Regions from separate parts of the Anas platyrhynchos genome. Here region 1 is linked to region 2. Evidence: chromatin contacts called from public Hi-C data. All regions are on one chromosome and are shown on one strand. Each heading gives the region's core, a stretch centred on a gene start, on an enhancer-like site or on the middle of the called end of the contact. The rest is flanking DNA. Distances are from core to core; before and after follow the strand shown.

What was found. Hi-C and Micro-C count contacts between places; a contact is called where the count stands out from the background.
Region 1: a Hi-C map of subcutaneous adipose tissue shows a contact between it and region 2, with 5 times the contacts expected there. The contact joins two enhancer-like sites. A contact is called at or near these places in 2 of 8 Hi-C or Micro-C datasets (skeletal muscle and subcutaneous adipose tissue).

The regions. Positions count from the first base shown.
Region 1 is chr11:18,842,852-18,847,427 of IASCAAS_PekinDuck_T2T, reverse strand. No RefSeq gene overlaps it. Among named protein-coding and RNA genes, the nearest start is that of FAM174B, 20 kb to the right of the region's middle. Within about 2 kb of position 2,542, at least 1 of the 8 cell types and tissues checked has an H3K27ac peak or open chromatin away from gene starts, as enhancers often do.
Region 2 is chr11:18,679,949-18,684,312 of IASCAAS_PekinDuck_T2T, reverse strand. It overlaps SLCO3A1 (solute carrier organic anion transporter family member 3A1), which reads right to left. Exons shown (of 10, transcript XM_038184934.2): 3 at 450-548. Among named protein-coding and RNA genes, the nearest start is that of ST8SIA2, 77 kb to the left of the region's middle. Within about 2 kb of position 1,457, at least 1 of the 8 cell types and tissues checked has an H3K27ac peak or open chromatin away from gene starts, as enhancers often do.

The sequences.
Region 1 (4,576 bases), core at 1,293-3,792, 160 kb before region 2:
TATATATATATATAAAGCTAAGTCACTGCAGTTAAACAGCCCGTGAAATTGTTGCAAACACACAAAGGAACAAAATGGTGAGCCCCGCTTTTTCCCCGACACCCTGCCTGAAGCAAGCAGTGCTTCCCCAGCAGTTGGTGCAGAGAGAGCTCCCCCTCCTGTTAAAAATCGTCTTTAGCCCCTCTCCACCCCTGAGAGACTTGTGGCTAAAAGCTGCCATTCGTGGGGATCAGGCCACTGGTACCTTGAGATGTCATAAATTCAAAATTATAAATGGATATGGAGCATCGTCATTTTGTTCTCATCCCCTTTATTATTTGTAGTGGCTTTACAAAACAAAAGCTCATTTCTTGATTATTTTTTCTATCATGGCAAGATTATCCCTGTCAATAGAAATCATCTGGCATACCAACAATTCATCTGAGCACCTGTCACTTCACTAAAAAAGCCCCCCCCCCCCCAAAGCCCTAGAATCATTTTATTGTCTGCTGCAACGTAATCGCTATCCTGACAGCTTTTAGCAGGGTGAGATCTGGCAGGCAGATGCTCCAGTGCTGTGATGCTACAGCACCACGTTTGCACTGCAAACTGCAGCAGCTGGCTCAGGGAGGACTTTCCAGAAGCCTTAGGTGTGCAGGAGTCCACGTTGAATCTCACCCAGCACCTGCACTATGTAGGAGCGTCTCCTATAAATAGGGTAAATGCTCGTTACAGGTAAAGTCAGTGGACTTCTCGGAACAGTCTGAGAAATAATTGAGCCTGCACCTAACAGCTGTATCGTAACAAGCACCAAGCAGCAGAGATTGGCTGCACCTGAAATTTCAACTGCTTGTTTATACTTTTTGAGGACTTTGCTCTTTTTCACTTCTTTTCATTTAATCTGATTTGTGAGGATGATAAGGGGTTTTATAAAATGGAAGGTGTGAATTTAAGAAATATTTCCAAAAACTCTATTTTCCAAGTGTCAAAAGTCTGGCCTGCAAACACACGTCAATGCACATAAACAGTGCATTCTTTTTCAGTAAAAAGAAGCTGACAACAACATCTTGGGGACTCTAAAAAAGGTGTCTACTTCCTAGGAACTTCAAAAGGAGACTGTGGCAGTAACTATCTGTCTGAAAGCAAAAATGCCTGGTGTTTTGTGTGAACAGGGCAGGACTCTGGATGCCTCTGGCTCCAGGCTGCAGCTCAGTGCTGTGGTCTGCAACATGCAGTGAAACTGAGAGATTTGGGAGTCAGCCTTGGGAGCTCACTGGCAGACCCAAATGCTCTGGGCTTACAAGCAGTGAGTGACACCTTGCTGTAGTGCAGAGAGAGACATAATCCTCCCCTTCCCACCAGGGTTCCTGCCCCTGCTCATCAGAACCTCATCCAAAACCACAAAGCTCGTGACTCACTCAAAGCCTTTTCTTCACTGCTCCGTGACCACAATCAGCTTCCCTCTGGGGAAATCCATGCCATAGGAAGTATTTTCGAGGCATTTTACAGCCGGGTGAACTGAGACGGGATGAAGTGAGTTGTTTGGGGCAGAGGTGGAAAGGGGCGTGTATGTTCTCACTCCTCCATCATGACCATCAGCTCCATCTGTCAATCCATCAGCTCACAATGCCAGGCTCCAGTGTGATTCCTATTAGTCTGCAAAGTGCTGCGTGTTGATGTTTTGGTTTGATATTTAGAGAGCTCTATGGAGATATTTAATTAGACAAAATTAATTCCTTTGAGAACAACCTTCTGGCAGCACTTTGGAAAATGCTAGGAAGCTTGTGTTGTTCTGACACTTAAAAATTGGCATTAGCCACTTCCTAATTTATTTCTAAGAGGACAATCAAATCACATCATCCCCCAGGTCAAACGATAGCTGCGTCTTGCCTGCCAGACACGCTACCAGAAGATGAAGTGCCAGACCTCCTCCTTAGAAGCCACTTCCCACAGCTGCCAAGCCCTTTACTCGCTGTTGTTACCCTGAAAGGCTTCCCTTAGCTCGAGCTGCCTCTGTCCTCTGGCCACGACACTCTCTGTCCCTTTTTGCTGCTGCACGTTCTCCACAAAGGTGTCATGGTGCTGATCGGAGGCGACAAGCAAATGTCTCCGCTGTGCAGAATGGCATCAGTGTGTGGCATTTGAGTGCTGGCGATCCCCCCACGTCAGGAGAGAAAGGAGCCACACGAGTCAAAGCACCCAGGGGCAGGGCGAGCGCAAGCTGTGGGCACACACACATGGAGGCCACATCTCACCAGCAGCTTTGTCACCTTCCCAGTGCCCGTGGGCTCTGGTGACAACCAGAGGGGGCATGGCAGGGTGGGAGCAGTAGCGGTGACCTACATGCCATGGCCTCTTGGGCTCAGTTACATCAGAGAAGAGCCCACTGGGGTCAGTGGCTGGCAGAAGAGCCGTGTGAAACCATGCATCCTCCTACCACAGACCACTTCTTTAAAACAGGTCCCAGCCTTCTTCTTCTCCCTGGGAGTTTTCTGCACTTCACGTGCTTCTCTGTAGGAAGCAGAGGGTTGAAGCTGCACCAAAAGCTACAGTGGTTAGCCCTCTTCTGGCACAGTCTGAGCAATGCAGCGGTAACAAAGGGATGCGTGCCACGGTGTCTGCTTCATTCAGTCTCCTCAGTTCCCTTTCATTTTCTCCAAAATTAAATTAGGATTTATGTGAACCTTAAAAAAAAATCCACTCCCATCAAGCCATACAGCAAAAAGGAAACTATACTTAAACACTTAATTAGGGAATGTCTGAAGAGTGCTCTGCAAGTGGTATGTTGCTGGCGCACGCTACGCATTTGGTATTTAAATATAGCTGTATACACTCCCTCGGCCTCCTGAACTGCCGAAAACCTCCTAGCAGGTGATCACAAGCCTTTCTATAATTGAAATGAACTTAATCCTGACAAAAATGTAGCAGCAGCTGCTGTGAAAGCTGTGGCTGCTTTCCAAGTATTTCTTACATTACTCTGGTTTGTATATTAAAAAGAGGCTGATTGCTGTGTTGCAGATTCCTGCCACAGAGTGTCTCTTTACAAGAAAGCTGTTGTGTTTTAGATTTAGGGGCTTTGTTGTATTTTTCATAAGAACAGTTTTCTCTCGTGTGATGATTGCCATGCAAGGATCTGAGCTGCTCAGATATTAATTACTTATGGCCTGCAACAATACTCTAAAGTAGCAGTAAAATATGGATATCCCCTCTCCCTCTCACACACACATGCTGGAGTGACACACGTAGGCAGTTGCATACTTACACACGAATATGGTGCAATACCAAGCTCGATATTGCAAAGCCAAAGCCAACAGAGCTTTTAAATTCCTGGACCACACCGATGGGACCTCCTGACTGCCCCGGAGTCCTCCTACAAAACAGGGCTGGCTCTGCACAAAGCATCTTTCATTTCAAAGCTTCCTCAAGCGCTCCGGCATGCCTCCCCTGGGTGAGCGCTGGGGGGCCCACACTAAAGGCTGTTCGAAATTTACGGGGAGAGACATTTTGTGCCTAAGACTGCCAGAGAGGTTGGCTGAAGCAATGAAGGAAATGTTTGTCGCTGCCTCAGCCCCAGTCACAAAGTTAGATTTTGGACAAAAATGGGGTATTGGGCTGAAGAGGGAAGGGCAGAGCTCCGTTTGGAGGTGGAAGAGGTGAGCCGCCTGCTCAGACAGAGGGACAGAGGCAGCAGGCAGCCAGAAGGAGACAGAAGAAACACCTGAAACTGAATCTAACATCCGTGCCACGAATCTCTGCTTGGATCCCAACGTGCTGTGAATTGCTGGGACAAGCAGCAGCTCCTCACCTCGTTCCTGACTGCTGGCTCCTGTGTGAGACCTCACCAGCCTGGCGTGGCTCCTCCGAGGCCGCTGGTGCAGCCCGACCTCCCCTCTACCATCTCCCTTCTTTCTCTCATTTCCCGGGGTCTCTCTTGGCTTGCTGGGCCGTGGTGACACCTGGCATTTGTGCACCACCACAGAGCAATGTGCCCAGAAACTTTTCTGGCAAGGAGAAACGTCTTCCCCTCTAACCTAGCAAATTGTCACCGCTAGGCATCTGGGAAGAGATGGGCTCATAACTTTCACAACAGCTTTCCCAGAGCAGGCAACGAGCTCCTGCTCCCCCAGAGCCACCACAGGAATGAGGGGACAGAATTTGAGCAATCAGGGCTCCTGCAAGCTCCACCACCCAAGTGAGGGGCTGGGGAACCACTCTGCTGCCAGTGCTTTGCCCCAGTGCTTTCACACGGTGCAGCTCCCTGCTGCCAGCCCCGCTCTGCAGAGCCGCATCTGCTCCCCCCGTGTCTGCTTTATGGCTTAGGCTCCCAGCGTGGAAAACATTGACTCAATCTTATTCAAACTCTTTTTTTGCCCCGAGCAAGCCAAGACACACACTCTCATTTTTAAAGTGTGACTTCTAAGGCTGTTTAAAGGGCAGAACAGAAGATGGTGCTGCTGAGCCAACATATTTTAGCAAGAAAACTTCCTTGGACTTGCTGTCTTTTGACAGCTCCTGTTCCAAAATAACCTTTGTTTAAACTGAAGAGTTGTCAAGGAGATAAGTTTGAGCAGCACAAGAGCTACAGAGAAACATCCCA
Region 2 (4,364 bases), core at 208-2,707:
GGGCAGAGTCAAGGTGAGCAATAATTAACACTGCTCTGGGAAAAAAACAACAATGCTCTGAGACTGAACTTGGTCATTTTCAGACAGTGTTGGTGTGGGTCTGATGGGTGGGCATCCCCCGGAGTTCCAGGTAGCATCTCTCCAGGGTTCATGCCCTGCTCTGGACACAGCCCCCCTAGCATGACTCCACCCATGCTGCCCTGTGTGCTCTGCCACTGTGATATTTTAATCTTTTAGCCACTACAAACCTGTTGCTTATGGGGATGAAGTTGAAAATAGTTGAATTCTTGTCGAAAAATAAATAAAAACCCAAAAACCTCTAAAAGTGATACACATACATAAGGGGCACTCAAGATGAAATGAGAAGCAGCATCCTACTTGCACGCATCAATGTTGTCATGCTGATACATCAATACACTTGACTTTAAACAAATTCCCTTTCTCCTTACTTGTGTCAATGAAGACAGCATCCACGTAGATTTTGGTACAGAAGGAGCCCAAGATAAATCCACAGGCTGGCCCAAATACCAGCATCGTAAACAGGATCCCTACAAGGAGAGAGAAAATAGAAAATTAGTATTTGGCTCAGATTATTCCTTGCAAGTTGTTCTGCTTGGCTCCTACGAGGCGGCATTGCCCTACTAACACCAAATAGATACAGGTATGTCTCTGTGTCGAGTGCTTCAGACAAAAGGGCACCCTAATGCTTTTTGCTTTTCCACAGCCTTTCAGGAAAAAAGAATAGATGAAGCTGTGATAATGCTGAAGGATTTCTATTGAGCTGGGAAGACTGTGGCCATACACTATGCTCTGGTTGTCTGGTTACTCTGAAGGATGTCTTACTCGAGAGCACGAGGTAAAGTGGACATGTATTCTCCCCACAACGAAGGGAAGCACCTTTGCTACCCCCAGCTAATCTGGGATATTTGCAGAATTTGGATCCAACGAATCTATGAAATCGTGCGTTGTCACAGACTGCTGGGTGAAGTCCCTTTAGAGAGGTAGGAGCCCCCATTCAAACCCGTGAAAGCCTTCTCCCTAGCATGTATCACGTAGCAAATATTCCCCGAGACACACGGCTACTCAGACCTCTCCTGCAGACTCCCTCTTCCTTCAAAACCTGCAGGAAATTGCCAAAGCAATGCCAGGCAGAGAGCTCTTGTGAGACAACGACTTGCTTCTTTAATACAATATTTAGAACCATTTATTCCCACTCCCATTTTGGCCCTGCAGCAGGCACGCCGCCAGCTCTCAGCCATCCCGGGCGGAGCGGCAGCGGGACGCGAGGATAATCCAGAGGCAGCAGCAGCAGAGATAACACAAAGCAGTTGTAAATTAGACAACGGGAGCATATTTAGCGCCTTCACGTGGGACGGACAAACAACAACAAGTCCCTGAGGAGCCTTGTAAGAGGCTTTCTGAAGGAATCACCGGCAAGGCTGAACAGCACGGAGAGGAGCCGCGTGTGCGGTGAGGACAGCATGGCCAGGGACGTGTCGGCCTGTGGTGGTAAGGCCATGTCTTGCTCCCCTAGGACCTGTAAAGCCTCCCCTGGGAGACCCCAGGTGCTGTGAAGCACCTTGTGGGATGTGAAGGAGAGCACACACAGGTTGGAGAGCAGGGGAAGGGCTTTCTGCCCCGTGCCCACCCAGCACCATTGCCCTCCTTCCCAGGGCTACAAAACTTCCCATGGCACTTTATAAAACATCCACGGCGCATTTTTTTGGTCACTAGATGGCATCGGTGTCTGTCACTCGCCCACCAGCAGCGCTGGCACTGTTGTAGTGGAGGAGTTTAGTTTTAACAGAGTTATCTGGCAGGGGAATGGCCACGGCTGTTGCCTTGATGGCACTCCGGCAATGCAACCCCTGTTGCGCTGAAGAGGGACAGAGGTTTGTCTGGGGATGGTTTCCAAACCACAGGCAGAGCTGTCAGACCACGTGTATATAAAGAAAACCACTACCAAAGCGTGTTTCGTGGGGCAATAGGTGAGACAAACACACACACATACACAAAATCCTTCAAGATAAACAAACAAAAACTGGGGAACACCTTCCCTTTTTCCAAAGCAGAAAGGAGCAGAGGCCTTTTGCCTGTGATCCATCAGCAGCAGGGAGATGTAAGCACAGGCAGTGAGCTCAAACAAAAAGCCGACTGCAGGAGAGCTGCCAGATGCAGGCACACACACCCGTCTGTGCCTCCTTTCCCAAGGCTCCCCCTGCAATGGGGGAACGCTGCTCCTCCTCGAGCAATTTGTATTGCATAGCAAACAGTCCATTCAAAACAGAGCCGTGTCCTCAGTTCCTAAAGCACCACCTTTTATATCCTGGCAGCTGAAATCCAGAAGGCATCACTCTGAAATGTTCTCGCTAGAGGGCAATGTGGGATAGGGCAGGGAGCTGAGGAGTTGAGACCTTACAGTAAGGTATTAAATTAACATTCACCTCTAGGGTAGGTGCAGGAAATGCTTGTGTTAATTGTGTTTTTACTTTTTCTACATTTTGTCCTAAAAGCAGGTAAACGGCAGACTCTCCCCATGCCCTTTTTGGTATCCTCTTTCAAGATACCAACAAAACCCTTTGACTGCAGAATTTTACACTTTGTCTCATGAATTGAACAGATCCTGGAAAAAAAACAAGGCATGGGCTGTCACGATCGATAGCCTGGGGCCTGGAGAGAGCTGGATGATGCTCAAGGGTCAGCACAGCACACCACTGGGCAGAAGAAGTAGGCAGTAAGGCAATGTGGATCCTACCTGTGGTTGAACATGTACGTGGAATTCAGCACTCGAGAGGAAATTACCCAAATTAGAATTAGCTTAAGACATCCTTCCTCTTCCGAGAAATTCCGCATGATTGCTCATCACCACCGTTATTAGGAAAACACTTTCCATGTCATCTGCCTGACCACACAACCATGAAGCTGCTTCGTTAGAGAAGCTCGAGTAAAACCTCTTCTCCCAGCCCTGGGGTTGCTGCTAAGGATGAAGATGTCTTAAGCTTGTGGATGGCTTTAACACCACTTGCTAGGGCATTTCCCATCTTTCCCTCTAACTTTTTATTGAATTAGCCTGATTCAACACAGGTGGATGCTAAAGAGCACCAATACCAGGAACAAACAGATCCAAGATCTAATCCTGGCTCCATTACAGCCTCTTGCAGAAATCCCACTGATGGCAACAAAGCTGGCCATCAGTGCGGGATACTCCAGCCTCTTCCCTTTCATTCATAGCTTAAAATTCATTTCCATCGCTCAGAGCTGCACATTTGGTAACAAACATAATCGAGAGAAGGGAAAACAAAGTGAGAAGTGCCAGATCCAGCAGTGCTCTGCAAATACACACCTCCTGCTCTGCACGGCCGGCTGCCCTTCTTCCAGGGGGGCTGTGCTTCCTCCTGCACCCAACATTGCAAGGAGGAGCAGGGCATGTTCCCAGGGTAGCACTATACAAACCACTGGAAAGAAAGATGAGAAAGTTTTCTCCCTTGTGCGGTTTGGTGGGTTTTTAATTTTTATTTTTTAATTTTAATTCTTTCCAGATTATGACAATTCTTAAAAATGCTAAAGAGCTGAGGATTGAAACTAACAAACTTGCTTTGGGACAATTCAAAGTTTCCTTTGGTAACTCAAAAATACTTAATTTCATCTTGGTCCCCTTTAAAGCACAATTATATTTTATTTTGAAAAAGCTCATCATTTTCAGCTTTCCTGTTCTATCCCTTTCTGCCACTCCTATTGCCCTTGGAAAAGTCAGGCTGAAAAAAAAAAAAAAAAGGAAAGAAAACCAGGCTGGACTGAGGAATTAGAATAATTTTCCTCCCCCTTTTTATCTAATGGAACAATTTGCCAAATTCTACTTTGTCCTGTCAACTACCAGACATTTTCCAAGGGCTGAGGAAAGGGCAGGGACAGAGGGAAGAATTTGATCTGACATTTCGTGATGGGACTTTATCACTTCTTAGTGAATAAGGCCCAGGACTGCTAATGCAGTTCTCCATTAGAGCAAAAGGAGAGAGCAACAGCAGGTGCGGCTACATCTGTGGAGAGAGATGTGCACAGAGATGCTCCATCAGTCATGCAGAGTTACAAGTTACAAAGCCAGGGATAAGGGAAGTCAATATTTCAGTAATAAGGAGCTATCCCCTGGCGATCCAGGTTGCTTTCCAGCAGCAGTAGGATCCCCAAACACTACCAAACTCTTGCTGTCCGCATCAAGTCGATCTCTGTAAAGAATTACTCGGGGACAGTGACTCCCAGCAGAAAACTCCTGGCTGGAAATAAGACATTGAAGGAGATGCAGCAAGACTTGCCAGCCATGGGTTAGGAAAAAAATGCATGTTTTTTTTTTCTCTTTTTTTTTTTTT